Regions from separate parts of the Gossypium arboreum genome. Here region 2 is linked to region 1. A link is a contact called in public Hi-C data. All regions are on one chromosome and are shown on one strand. The core of a region is the stretch at or near the end of the contact, and the rest is flanking DNA. Distances in the headings are between cores, read along the strand shown. Region 1 holds the start of LOC108463606 (probable tocopherol O-methyltransferase, chloroplastic). Region 2 holds the start of LOC108467333 (adenine nucleotide transporter BT1, chloroplastic/mitochondrial-like).

The links. A called contact is a pair of places that touch in the nucleus more often than the background predicts.
Region 2: a Hi-C map of leaf shows a contact between it and region 1, with 3 times the contacts expected there. The contact joins the promoter of LOC108467333 here to the promoter of LOC108463606 in region 1. A contact is called at or near these places in 2 of 5 Hi-C or Micro-C datasets (both in leaf).

The regions. Positions count from the first base shown.
Region 1 is chr2:30,420,709-30,427,622 of ASM2569848v2, reverse strand. LOC108463606 (probable tocopherol O-methyltransferase, chloroplastic) reads left to right here and starts at 3,557. Exons shown (of 6, transcript XM_017763528.2): 1 at 3,557-3,907; 2 at 6,193-6,362; 3 at 6,491-6,595; 4 at 6,750-6,914. The coding sequence starts at 3,667.
Region 2 is chr2:31,152,540-31,159,453 of ASM2569848v2, reverse strand. LOC108467333 (adenine nucleotide transporter BT1, chloroplastic/mitochondrial-like) reads left to right here and starts at 3,391. Exons shown (of 3, transcript XM_017767959.2): 1 at 3,391-4,880; 2 at 6,349-6,510; 3 at 6,591-6,914. The coding sequence starts at 4,332.

The DNA of each region.
Region 1 (6,914 bases), core at 2,308-4,807:
AACATCAATGGTAATTTTTCTAAACTTTGACAATTTCACAAAATAATTCTTGTACTAGCTAGATTAAGCTATAACGATCTCAAAATTATAAAAATCTCTAAAAATATATCTACATTCCATACCATGCAATTGAAAATGTTTTGGCCGAAAGTTTGCTTGTCCTTAACTATAGTGTTTCGGTTCTAAGGTCAAACTTCTAAAACCATTTATTATCTTTTAATTAATCAATCAAAATTAAAAAATTCTAAACCGAATTTTTATATGACACTAATGATCTTTCAAATATTAAATAATTAATATTTATAGATTCATACGTCGAAATTATAATTCGAAGCTACTATTTTAATACCACTAAAAATAAACAGTTACACTTCAAACTCTTGAAAGAAGAATTGAAACCTCTAATTCACAACCTCAAATTATATGTAAAAGAAAAACAAATAAATAGAAAGAAGCATGAAACCATAAACACAAATTTTTTGGTTCTCTCACTCTCCAGTCCAAGCATGAAACCAAAAAACAATTATTTATCTTCTTTCGTTTCTTATCTCATTCCATCCGTTTCTCCCCACCCAAAAGGAAAACATTGGGATAGGTGTGGTCGGCAGCCGAGCCATAATACAATGCCTTCCTATGGTACCGGTGTATCTTGTTTTTATTCTTCTTTTATATCATGACATCTATCAAACCTTTATTATTTCTTATTGAATTAATATTAATAAATAAATAAATAAAAAAACCATATCATATGCTAGAAATATATTGTGTGTGAGAAGGAAAATAAAATATTTTAAAAAGTAAGGGACAAAGTAGGGCAAATATTTACTGAAATTATTCACAGCATCCACCTCACATCACCTCACCTCACCTCACTTCACTTGGCTGGTTCTATGTAAAACTATGACATTGACATTGATTGGAAGCAAACTTACAATTCCATTATTTTTCTCTATTTTACCCTTCATACGCTCCCACAATCACAAAACTGCAGCCACCACCATAACTGAAGTGGATAAAAATTATTATAAATAAGTGACATCTGCTTACAAACTTCCCATTCCCATTCCCATTCCCTTATTTGTATTTTCCTTTCCGCGTCTTTTCCTTTTAAATTGAATCAAAACCAAACTCAGTTAAGAATTATAATACTATATATCACTTCAAAATAATTTCATTTGTGATTAATAGCTTAATATATATCTATATTATTTTGATGGTAATAGAGAAAATATTTTTGATCGACGGATCTTGGAAAAGATTATAGTTAATAAACTTGAATTTAGATTAAAAAATGTTGACTTAATATTGAAAAATATATCAAAATTCAAAATTTTAAAAATAATATAAGGAATAAATTGCTTATATATTTTATAAATGACTATTTTAATATTAATATGTACTGAATTTTATAACTATAAGAGCAGTTGCATGTATTTTTGTATAAGAATGAGCTCCTAAACTTAGAAATAGCAGATGGTTTAACCTCATTTAGTTGGATAGCTAGTAGTAATAATACGTAGGAACTACAAAAGGGTATGGTGAGGGAAGGTGGTGAATGAATCGGCGATAGTTTCTACGCCGAGAGCACCAAAATAGATAGGTTAATTAGGAAGGGACAAATGTAGTTAATGGGCGGGAGCAGAGGGGTTGCATTTGCTGTTTATGCTGGATAGATAGAATAGGAAGGTGGAGGCAAGAGAAGTTCTTCTTCTCTACTGGTGTTGGTGTTGGAACCAATTCACAGAATAACAAGACAAGGAAACATGATATCCATTTGTGGTCCATTCTTCGGCCGCTACCTCCTTTGGCGGTAAGTAATTGGAGTAGCATATAACTAATAAAAATATCAATTGTATTTTACTTTTTTACGGAAGTTAATTTCTAGATTAGAATAAAGAGTAAACTGATCTTTTTGTTAAAATTTATCTATTTTACCGTTAAAAATTAATCTCTAGATGTTAATATAAGGTAAACATGGTATACTACATGTTATTATTTAGTTATTCTATTAATCATACTAATTTTTAATAGTACTAAAATTTTTAATAAAAATTTAATTTTTAAATATAAAATACAATAATTAATTTACTTATTTTTAAATAAAAATAAGTACTATTCATGAAGCTTCTCAAACGTTGGTGTCTTGAGCCACACATCAATTCAGAGGAAAAAGAAACATAAAATTAAAATAATAAAGGAAAACTATTTCATACCCCAAAAAGCTTATCTCTAACATTTACCATACGCTCTCTAAAAACTATCCTTCCTCTCTTAAAAATTTATTTCTTAAAAGTAATTATATATATATATTATTTAAGTTTTAATCACTCACCACGTGGTGGGTGAGTGCGGCTTTGTTATTCTAATAATAATTAGATATAGCAACCCACAACATAGATGATAAATAAATTTATGTAAAATTTAAGGTTTGGTGCTTCCACGGGCACCCTTTCACTTTTTTTTAGTAGCCACTTAATATGAAAAATTTGCATATCAATTCTTTGAATACATTTTAATTCAGTATCGCCAATTTGACGGCGGTACTAATAAGATCATATTATTTTAGTATATAATCTAATAGATATGTCATTTCAATTATTAATTTTTTTGTATTATTTAAGTAAAAAGCTAAAATTATTCCTCTCACACCTCCTCCCATATATTTAATATTATATCAAAATAAAAATTATTATATCATTTAATAATTAAATTATAAATACTTTAAAACTCTATACAAATATTTTATCCAAAATATTTCACTAAACTTTAATTAATATTAACTTATGATACCCATTATTTCTTATATAGAATAATAAAAATCTTCAAAATAATATAATTTACTTTGTAAGGTAAGTTTTTATCCGATGAGTTAGGTCAAGCCTAAACATAATATTAATATACTTTATGTTTGTCCAAGCCCTGAATTTAAGTTGCTACAAAAGCTATCCCTAATTTAAGTAAGAGTTAAAGTGGCAATTGAAATGGGTTCCATTTAAAGACACACAAATGTATCATTGGCCTATTGTAGGTATGCTGTTATTGAATAAGCATGAAACCATAAACACAAATTTTTTGGTTCTCTCACTCTCCATTCCAAGCATGAAACCAAAAAACAATTTTTTACCTTCTTTCGTTTCTTATCTCTTTCCATCCGTTTCTCCCCACCCAAAAGGAAAACGTTGGGATAGGTGTGGTCGGCAGCCGAGCCATACTACAATGCCTTCCTATGGTACCGGTGTATCTTGTTTTTATTCTTCTTTTATATCATGACATCTATCAAACCTTTATTATTTCTTATTGAATTAATATTAATAAAAAAAAAAAACCATGTCATATGCTAGAAATATATTGTGTGTGAGAAGGAAAATAAAATATTTTAAAGAGTAAGGGACAAAGTAGGGCAAATATTTACTGAAATTATTCACTTCACCTCACCTCACCTGACCGGTTCTATTTAAAACCATGACATTGACATTGATTGGAAGCAAACTTCAATTCCATTATTTTTCTCTATTTTACCCTTCATACACTCCCACAATCACAAAACTGCAGCCACCACCATGACTCAAGTGGATAAAAATTATTATAAATAAGTGACATCTGCTTACAAACTTCCCATTCCCATTCCGATTCCCTTATTTGTATTTTCCGTGGCAGGCAAGACTTATGACGACGCATGGCGAGACTGCTGCAACGAGCACGCTCGATGCGCACATGCATCGGGCGTGCTCGTTGCAGGAAGGGATAGCGGAGTTCTACGACCAGTCGTCTGGGCTTTGGGAAGACATTTGGGGTGACCATATGCATCATGGTTTTTACGATCCAGATTCCAATGTTTCAGGCTCCGATCATCCAGCTGCCCAGATCCGAATGATCGAAGAATCGCTCCGTTTCGCTGGAATAACCGGTTCGTTTTCTTTTCTTTTCTACCCACTTGTCAAATTCCATTAAAATCAAAGGATAAAGAATAACAAAGCACTAATATTCAACTTGAAACCAAACCTGCTCAACCCAAACTATTAATCTGGATTCAGTGGTTGAAAGCCAGCTCAGGTTTCTACAATTTTGTCTATGCGCTGAGGTTTGTATTTAAAATTACTATTTGAAATTAGTGCCACTTTTGCATATTCGTTAAAAGACCTTCCGAAGGGTTTAAGTAAAATTTCTAAGGGTTTAAGTAAAATTTGAGAGGATTTAATTAAAAATATTAAGTTAAATAGAAGGGTTTGAGGAAAAAATTAAACTCGAGTTTAGATTTGAACATTTAAGAACTGAGTTCAACTCGACTTATTTTTAAATTTATAATATTTTATATTTATTATTTTATATATTATTTAATTTAAAATATATTAAAAATAAATCTATAATATTATTTTAATATAATACTTTAAAACTCTATACAAATATTTTATCCAAAATATTTCACTAAACATTTAATTAATATTAACTTATGATACCCATTATTTCTTATATAGAATAATAAAAATCTTCAAAATAATATAATTTACTTTATAAGGTAAGTATTTTTATCCAATAAGTTAAGTCAAGCCTAAACATAATATTAATAATATTAATATACTTATATTTATTCAAGCCCTGAATTTAGCTTGCCACAAAAGCTATCTTTAATTTAAGTGAGAGCTAAATGACAATTGAAATGGGTTCCATTTAAAGACACACAAATGTATTATTGGCCTATTGTAGGTATGCTGTTATTGAATAAGCATGAAACCATAAACACAAATTTTTTGGTTCTCTCACTCTCCATTCCAAGCATGAAACCAAAAAACAATTTTTTATCTTCTTTCGTTTCTTATCTCTTTCCATCCGTTTCTCCCCACCCAAAAGGAAAACGTTGGGATAGGTGTGGTCGGCAGCCGAGCCATACTACAATAATATGCTGTTATTGAATAAGGGCATTTCAGATTTTTTATAATTTATAATATCTATAACTGAAAATCAATACCATTTATAATACATAAAATCAATAATTTAGTTTATGCATATTTTAATAGGTTTGCGTCTTTTCTTTTCTTTTTTTCAAAATTGGGTTTCAGTTATTTATCGTATTTTATTTTCGTGTATTATCTCTCTCTCTATATATATATATTTGTTAATGATAAAATTTAAATACAGAGCAGCTCATAGTTGGGACCCGTCCAGTAGCAATATTTTGGATTTTGAGCATCTCTCAGGAAGTAGTTGGAGTGGCAGGGTAGTTGAATGTTAACTTTAGTTGTTTATTTTAGTTAAGTTTCTTTTTTCACCAAAAAAAATTAAATTAAATTAAAGTATTTATTTTTGTGTCAGGTTCATGGTATGCTTTGGTTAATCTATTATTTTGCATTCTTTAGTATAGTAATTTAATTTCTTTTTAACAAATGTGTATTTTGATTGACGTTTTTTCTTTTGTGTGTGTTTTCATATGATTCTTTTTTGACATACTTTTTAATTATTTTTCAAATTTTGTGTTTAACATTTTTACAAAGTATAAGACCAGAAATGATTAAATTTTAGTATAAAGATTATTAAAAGAAATTAGTATAGAGATTAAATCTACCGGAAAAAAGAAGAAGCATAATTGACACCCGAAATTGACATAATCTGATATCCTTACGCATGACTTGATGTATTTTAATGTTTTATTTGTTCATTCTTTCTTTGATGATTAATAAAAGAAAGGTTGAATAGGAGCAAAATATCTTTAACGATGAATTTTTTTTTTTTTGTACGGAATCTTACCTTTAAGAAAAAAAATTTCTTCAAAGTGACATTCAAGCTAGCCTTAAACGGATACCCGAAATTGACATAATTTCATTAGTTTTATAGTTATGTTTCTTTACCTGAGCATAATTGTTTCATTTCAATACACTCTATTTTTCCCCGTCATGCAAACAAGTATACTCAAACAACATTAGCATGGATTAGCAGTAGCATGAGTTCAAGAGGATGCATAGATCTAATCCATATTCATTATTGGCAAGAATCAAACTCATATTCACAAAAATTCTCATCTTTCTTCTATGGTGTTTATTAAAATAAAGAATATGATGTTTCAAGAAAATGCCGTTAACTATAAATATGATAATTGATCTATAGATGCAAACAGCCCCCGATTCCTTGTTTGCCGGTACCTTTGAATGAAGAGTATCTTCTAACAATTGCTTTTTACCTCTCAATTGGCTTATTCAGATGATCCAGCAAAGCAGCCCAAGACAATAGTTGATGTCGGATGTGGGATAGGAGGCAGCTCTAGATATTTAGCAAGGAAATTTGGAGCAGAATGTCGAGGCATTACTTTGAGCCCTGTCCAAACTGGAAGGGCTAATGTTCTTGCTAAATATGAAGGACTAGCAGACAAGGCATATGTGAAAAACTCTTCAGTTCTCTACATTTCAAGCTGGCATATCACTTCATAAATGTTTTCATCTTTGCAAGTGTTTCGTTTTGATGATAGAAAGATAGCTATAACACACTGCCATATTTGCAGGTTTCATTTCAAGTTGCAGATGCTCTGAAGCAACCATTCCCTGATGGTCAGTTTGATCTAGTTTGGTCTATGGAAAGTGGAGAACACATGCCTGATAAAGCTAAGGTTAGTTTTATCCCAATTAATATGCTACATTTTGTTGTTAAACTTTCAAGTTTGTTTGACTTGTTGAGATTAATGGAACTTTGGCATACATGCTATAATTCGCTTAATGGCGCCATATGTTTATTAATTTATTCCCTGCATCCAACACTGGCAGTTTGTTAATGAGTTGGCACGAGTTGCAGCTCCTGGAGGCACTATAATAATAGTGACATGGTGCCATAGGGATCTTGGTCCCTCAGAAGAGGATTTGGAGCCATGGGAGAAAAAGTTGCTAAATAGGATATGTAATGCTTACTATTTACCTGAGTGGTGTTCTACT
Region 2 (6,914 bases), core at 2,142-4,641, 730 kb before region 1:
TTACCACACTCACACACATTTTTTTTCATTTTTTATCACCCATACACCTTTGTTTATTATTTCACCCTAATGCACCAACAAAACATGTTTCATGACATGTTTAGCCCATCCTCCTTGTCATGGCCGCCACCACCTATAAAAGGGGAATTTGACATGCAAGTCCATTATTTTGCATGCATGCTTTAATTAGTCATCACACATTTCCTATCATACTTTCAAAGTTCATTACTAAGTCCTTTCTTGTGGAATTCACCCTTATAACACTAAATCAATCATCATAAAATGTCATACATGAGCACACACATATTATAGGCATCAAAATAAATTTTTAATTATTTTTATGCCTCGGTTTTGTGGTCCCGAGACCACCTTCCGACTAGGGTCAATTTTGGGCTGTCACATGTAACATCAAATTACTCCATTTTACACATTCATATCTTAATTATCATCATACTAATCAAATCCCAATTAAATCATCAAACATTCATAGCCACAACATACCTCATCACATATACACAACCATCATCCACGTCACAATTGCATAAACATATGCATGCATGAATAAATAGGCTTACAACCCAATAATCAATATAAGCCATATCTCATGGCCATATACAAAATAAATTATCAAGTCATTATTAGCCAACACATTGGGCCAAATTAATATGACATATAAACAAAAAGACCAAGTCCCCTATACATGCCATATTTAAAATATCAAAACCAATTATACCCAAAAGACTAAGTTGATAGTGTGATCGATGCTCTGACAACTTTCGATCCAGCTAGCTTGGCGTCACTATAAGGGATGAAAAGGAAGGGGGTAAGCTTTAAGCTTAGTACGTTAGCATGTAAATAATTAGCAACATTTGTCATGCATTATTATACACAGAACATAATATAATTTATCACAATGTCATCAAGTATCATAGATACATCTTAAATCATGTCATTTACATAATGTACAATAAAACTCATGATCATGATTCATTAATTCACTTCTTATCGAGGTCTCATTGATTCATAATTTAAATATTTATGAGCTTTGTGTACATACATGTACCCTTCCAACATGATCATACCTTGTCATTTCTTTGACATAATCTTTGGATTACCCGTTGAACCACTTGGAATACTAAAGGATACCTAGGAAACCTCATATACATAGTAAGATGTCAATTCCGTATCCCAGATATGGTCTTACATAGGATCATATATCGATACCAATAGCCCAGCTATGGTCTTACACGATGTCTCATATCGATGCCATATCCCAGATATAGTCTTATACGAAGTCTCATTTTCGAAGCCATGTCCCAGACATAGTCTTACATGAAATCGCATGCCAATGCCATATCCCAAATATGGTCTTATACGGAATCTCAAAAACCCTAATGTCATGACATTTGTATCATATTTATTCCTAGGATTCAACCGGGATTCCGAAGTTCCAAATCTTCATTAGATTGTCATCGAGTCATCATTAACCAAATCCATAGAGACAAATATACATTTCATGCAATATCAAAGCATTAATTACATAGTAACATGATGTTGAATTATTTGCACACGAACTTACCTCAGTACCAAAATATGGCTAACTATTTGATTTAGTCCACAACTTTGTTCTTCCCTCGGTTTAGGTCCGGACTCCTTTTTCTTGATCTATTATAGCAAATTTCAGTTATTTAATTATCACATTACTTAAAACAGCCCATAAATCATACTTTGGAAAAATTATAATTTTGCCCTTAAACTTTCACATATTTACAAATTAGTCCCTAGGCTCGTAAAATGAAATGTACTCATTTCATTTGTTACCCAATCCTAGCCGAACCTATATCATACTTATAACAGCCCACATTTTCTTTCAAATTAGATTTTTACCACCTATTTTACAACTTTTACAGAAAAGGTCCTTTTTAGGTGTTTTCGTGAAAAATCTCTTTGTAAAAGATGTTTATCACACATCAAACTTTCATATTCCTTCATTAAACATAAAAATACATGCATGTCACACATGGGTAAGTTTTTGAACATGAACCCTAGCTCAAAATAATGGTAGAAATAGCTAGATTGTTTGATGACAACTTCAAAAATGCAAAGAACATTAAAAATGGGGCTAGGGTGCATTGACTATCAAGCTTGGGAAGTGAAGAAACCCTAACTATGGCTTCTTAGAAACTTTGGCACCCACATGAGAAAGATGAGAAAATTTTGCTTGATTTTTCCCTTTTTAATCTTTTATTAACCAAATGACCAAAATGCCCTTTTTACTAAACTTTCAAATTTTATCCATGCATGCCCATTTTTGTCCATAAAATTAGAAATTGGAAAAATTGCTATTTAATACCTCTAATTAATAATCCAAAGCTATTTCATACTTAAAGATTCTAGAATCTCATATTTTGCAACTTTTGCAATTTAGTCCTAAAAGTTAAATTGGACACTTATTCACAAAATGTCTTCATGAAACTTTCACACAATCATGAAAACATGTCATGGACCTCAAAACAATCATAAAACAAATATTTCTACTTCGAATTTGTGGTCTCAAAACCACTATTCTAACTAGGCCCAAAATCAGGATGTTATAAAGATGGTAGATTTCACTATAATTCTTATAATTTCGAAATTTTTACAAATAACTTTCAAGAAGTTTCCAAATATCCTCATTTTAATTATATATATATGGGTTCAGTTCTACATTGAAGAACTTGAGTAAAAAAATAAAAAATAAAAACTATTAACAAACAAAACAAAAAATGGTACTTGACCTCTATTCGGTGATGAAGATGGTGGATCTTACTGTAATTCTTCTAAATTCTAAAATTTTCCAAGTAACTTTCCAGAATATTCCTGTTTGAATTATTTATATTTGAGTTTAAATAACATTTGCTTAGTTTATTTTATTTTATTTTCATTCTCATTTTACTGTGATAGTGATGCCTATAGTGCTTTTTTGGGTCGATCTCCAACATTTACATGGAAATGGAAATGCTTTCCATGCAATTTTTGCTTTGATTTTCTCTCACCTATTTTGGATGAGAATAACTTATAATAGGATTATCTTAAAAATATAATTTGTATGCATCAAGAAAATAGTAACAAGAATTGTGTAAATTTTAAAGTTTCAAAGTTATTTGATTTTTTATTTTCATTATCTATGTTTTTTAAAAGAAAAAACTAGAGTTAAAAATAGATTAAATATGAATAAATATATAATAATTTTATATTTTTAAAATTTGATAATATTATCTCTTATAAATCTTTAAACTTTTAAAATCATCCTCTAATATAAGTTATTTCTTTACTGAAATGGTATTCGCATGTTTCCCAAATGATTCCAACTTTTTCCTCCAATGATTGCAACAGTCTTATTATCCCCTCTCGTTTCTAACTGTAGATTGCAATAAATCCCATTATAATAAGTTCCCACTCTAGTCATCACCGGACAAAACCTATTTTGCAGGAAAAAAGGTCAAATTGTTAGTATTAGAGAAGAAGTGAAAGGTGGCAAGTGTCCTCTGTCATGTTTGACGGAAACTGAAGGGAAAAAGAAAAGATCCCGTGAGAGATGCAATGTCCGGCAGGCAGCACAAGGATCCGCCTTGTCTTCTCCAGAATCCAGTGCCTTAGAGTGGTAACTGGAAAGGTGCAATCAGATCACCTATATACATTTGTCTCTACTTTTACAACTGCTTTGCTGGTCTTATTATATATCACTAAATTGGCCGCAAAAGTAAAAGATAATATTTCCATTAATTCATAAGCAGCATTCATTGTCCATTCAGTTTCCATTTATAAAACCAATATTGAAGGCGCCACAAATTACTGAAATCTCCAAAGCTACAGAACACCTTCATATTCACATTCACTCCGCTTGTTAGATTGTAAGTACCGCAAAATAAAACCTAACACTTCCCCACTAAACCCACCAAACCAAACCTAGCTGACCCCAATCCTATAAATACTACTTTTATATTATATGAACATAATATAATATATAGCTTTTGGGTTCTCCAATACGAGAGAAAGAGGAAAATATGAAACCCTGACCTGAGAGCATCAGATACATTCACCTTTCCTCTCTTCTCTCCGCCTCCCTTCCTCCTGTTTCTTCCATGTTTAGGATTCTAATCTTTTTTCTTGTCTCTTATTCTATTTAGCTTGTTTAGAATACTTGGTTTGTCTCAAATTTGAAGTTTTTTAGCCACCCATTTCTTCAAAAACACGCTCACTTCTCTTAAAACAATGAAAAACACGGATTTGGGTGCTCTATAAACCCTAGAAAAAGACCTTTTTTTTTTTTAAATTTTTTGTTTCTAATCATGACCAAGGGAGGAGTTCAGATGCTTGATGACAAGAAAGATGGGTTTTTCTCTGTATGTAATTCGGGGTCTCAATGGAGTCTGGATCAGAATAATGTTTATCCAGGTGGGTTATTTGCAAGCGTTGGTCAGATGGGAATAGAATTTGGCGTATCCCCGGATTCCCCAAGTCCCCGTGACAATGGTGGAATCAAAGCACCGTTTTCCGATTTTTTTCTGAATTATTTACCATCACAAGAGGAAACACGTGTTGTTGGAGTAGCAGAAGGTGAAGCAGCTTCCAAGACAAAGAAGAAAGTTGGATTAAAACTAAAAATCAAGGTTTCTAATCCTTCATTGAGGAGGTTAATAAGCGGTGCCATAGCTGGGGCGGTTTCAAGGACTTGCGTGGCACCATTGGAGACCATAAGGACGCATTTGATGGTTGGGAGTAGTGGAAGTTCGACACTTGAAGTTTTCAATAATATAGTGCAGACTGATGGGTGGAAGGGGTTGTTTAGGGGTAATTTTGTTAACGTGATTCGGGTTGCACCTAGCAAGGCAATAGAGGTGCTCAATCCCCCATTTCTTAATTATTATTTTATGGATGTTTTGCAGCTTGTTTGTGGTTTTGTGGAGCTGGATATTGCTATGTTGGTTAATTAGAGCTTTGTGGTGTTCTTTTTGCAGTAAAATGTTTTGGTTCATATATGCTGGGTGTCAATGTGCATTTATAATTATATATGCTAGTTTCATATGGCTTTCTGCTGAAGCCAAAGTAAAGTTTGTTGCCTTAAATAGGTCAAAAGTTGTAGTTTTCTGCTTGATCGGATGGTGAAACAGAGCTCTGTTTACCTTGGTTAAGCAACTTGATAAAGAAACAGTAAATATTCAGGGTGCCAACCACCTAAATATACTAGATGCCAGTCACCTAGTAATTTTTGAAGGTTAGTCTTCTTAACGGTTTTAATCTTCCTAAAGGATGAACATAATTAATATAAGGAGATGAGCAGAAGTCAAAACTATTGAAGATGTTACTTTGTAAGATGTACTGATGTAGGTTAATTATGTTGGCATCAATTCTACACTTAAATTTGTATTACCTTTTTCGTTGGTTGGCAAAACTTCTGTTAGCATAGTACCTATTCTCTATGGTTCAGTTGTCCAATGGAAACATGTACTATTTTATTCCTTACCAGCTTGTAAACAAGCCTTTGTATGCCGTTTTCTTCTTCTGCACATTTCTTTCTGGTTCTTATATTCTCAATGATTGAACTTTTAATATGGAAGAGATGGATAAGGCAATTATTGGAATCATTTTTCACAGACCATTTGGTCGTGAATATTGCTGTCCTTAGTTTTATGCTTCATGCCATTTTTGGTTATGCTTTTGTAGTTTAATTCCTAAACTCAATTATATGTAGAACCCTATTACACGAGTCATGTTGAAATTTCTAGCAAATCTTCTGTAAGACTTCATCCATGTGTTTGTTCTTACTATAGCCAGGGGGTTCTTGGTTGTTGGCTTGTTGCAGAGTAGTTCTGTAAATTTTGTCCTTGCTATGTATCAATGTTCATATCTCGACGAATTAACTAAATAAATTGATAAAATATTGCACTATACTAGGATTTAGCCGTGCTGTGGGCATAATACAGAATTCAAAGAAGGCACCAATAGCAAACAGAATCTGAGCCATTGCTGATAATTTTTTCCTGTTTGAAATCTTTATACCCTATTGTACTCTGATTCTTCTTTTTGCTTGAAGTATCTGCATCTGACACATGCTCCAACAAAGGTACTAGAATATGATCCTCTGAATACCCGGCTTTGAAAATTTGAATATATGATAATCGCATTTGAGTCTGAGTAAATTAGTATAGATCAGCAATATAGTAGTGGAAAAGCTTAGCTGCATCTTTCTGGATATATGATAATTCCATGTTGGATGTATCTTGAAACATATTGCACTTCTTTAGTCAAAATGAAAATTACAGTTTTTCTCTATGTGTTGAAACATTGATTCCCCATGTACTGCAGCTATTTGCTTTCGATACTGTGAATAAGCAGTTATCACCCACACCTGGAGAAGAACCAAAGATTCCAATTCCTTCTTCATTAGTTGCAGGAGCTTGTGCTGGAGTCAGCTCAACATTGTTGACCTATCCTCTTGAGTTGGTTAAGACTCGATTAACCATTGAGGTAAGACACAATCTAAAAATTGTTATTCAGGCTCATAAAAATGTGTTTTCAGTTATACCCAAGATTTGTTGATTTTGCAGAAAAACATGTATGATGGTATACTTGATGCTTTCTTAAAAATACTGCAAAAGGAGGGCCCTGGTGAACTTTATAGAGGCCTTGCTCCTAGTCTCATTGGAGTAATTCCATATGCTGCCACTAACTATTTTGCATATGATACTTTACGGAAAGTGTACCGTAAAGTTTTGAAGGAGGAGAAGATTGGCAACATCGAAACCCTTTTAATAGGATCACTAGCAGGGGCTATTTCAAGTAGTGCAACATTCCCACTCGAGGTGACTCGCAAGCAAATGCAAGTAGGGGCGCTGAACGGAAGACAGGTGTACAAGAACGTGTTCCATGCA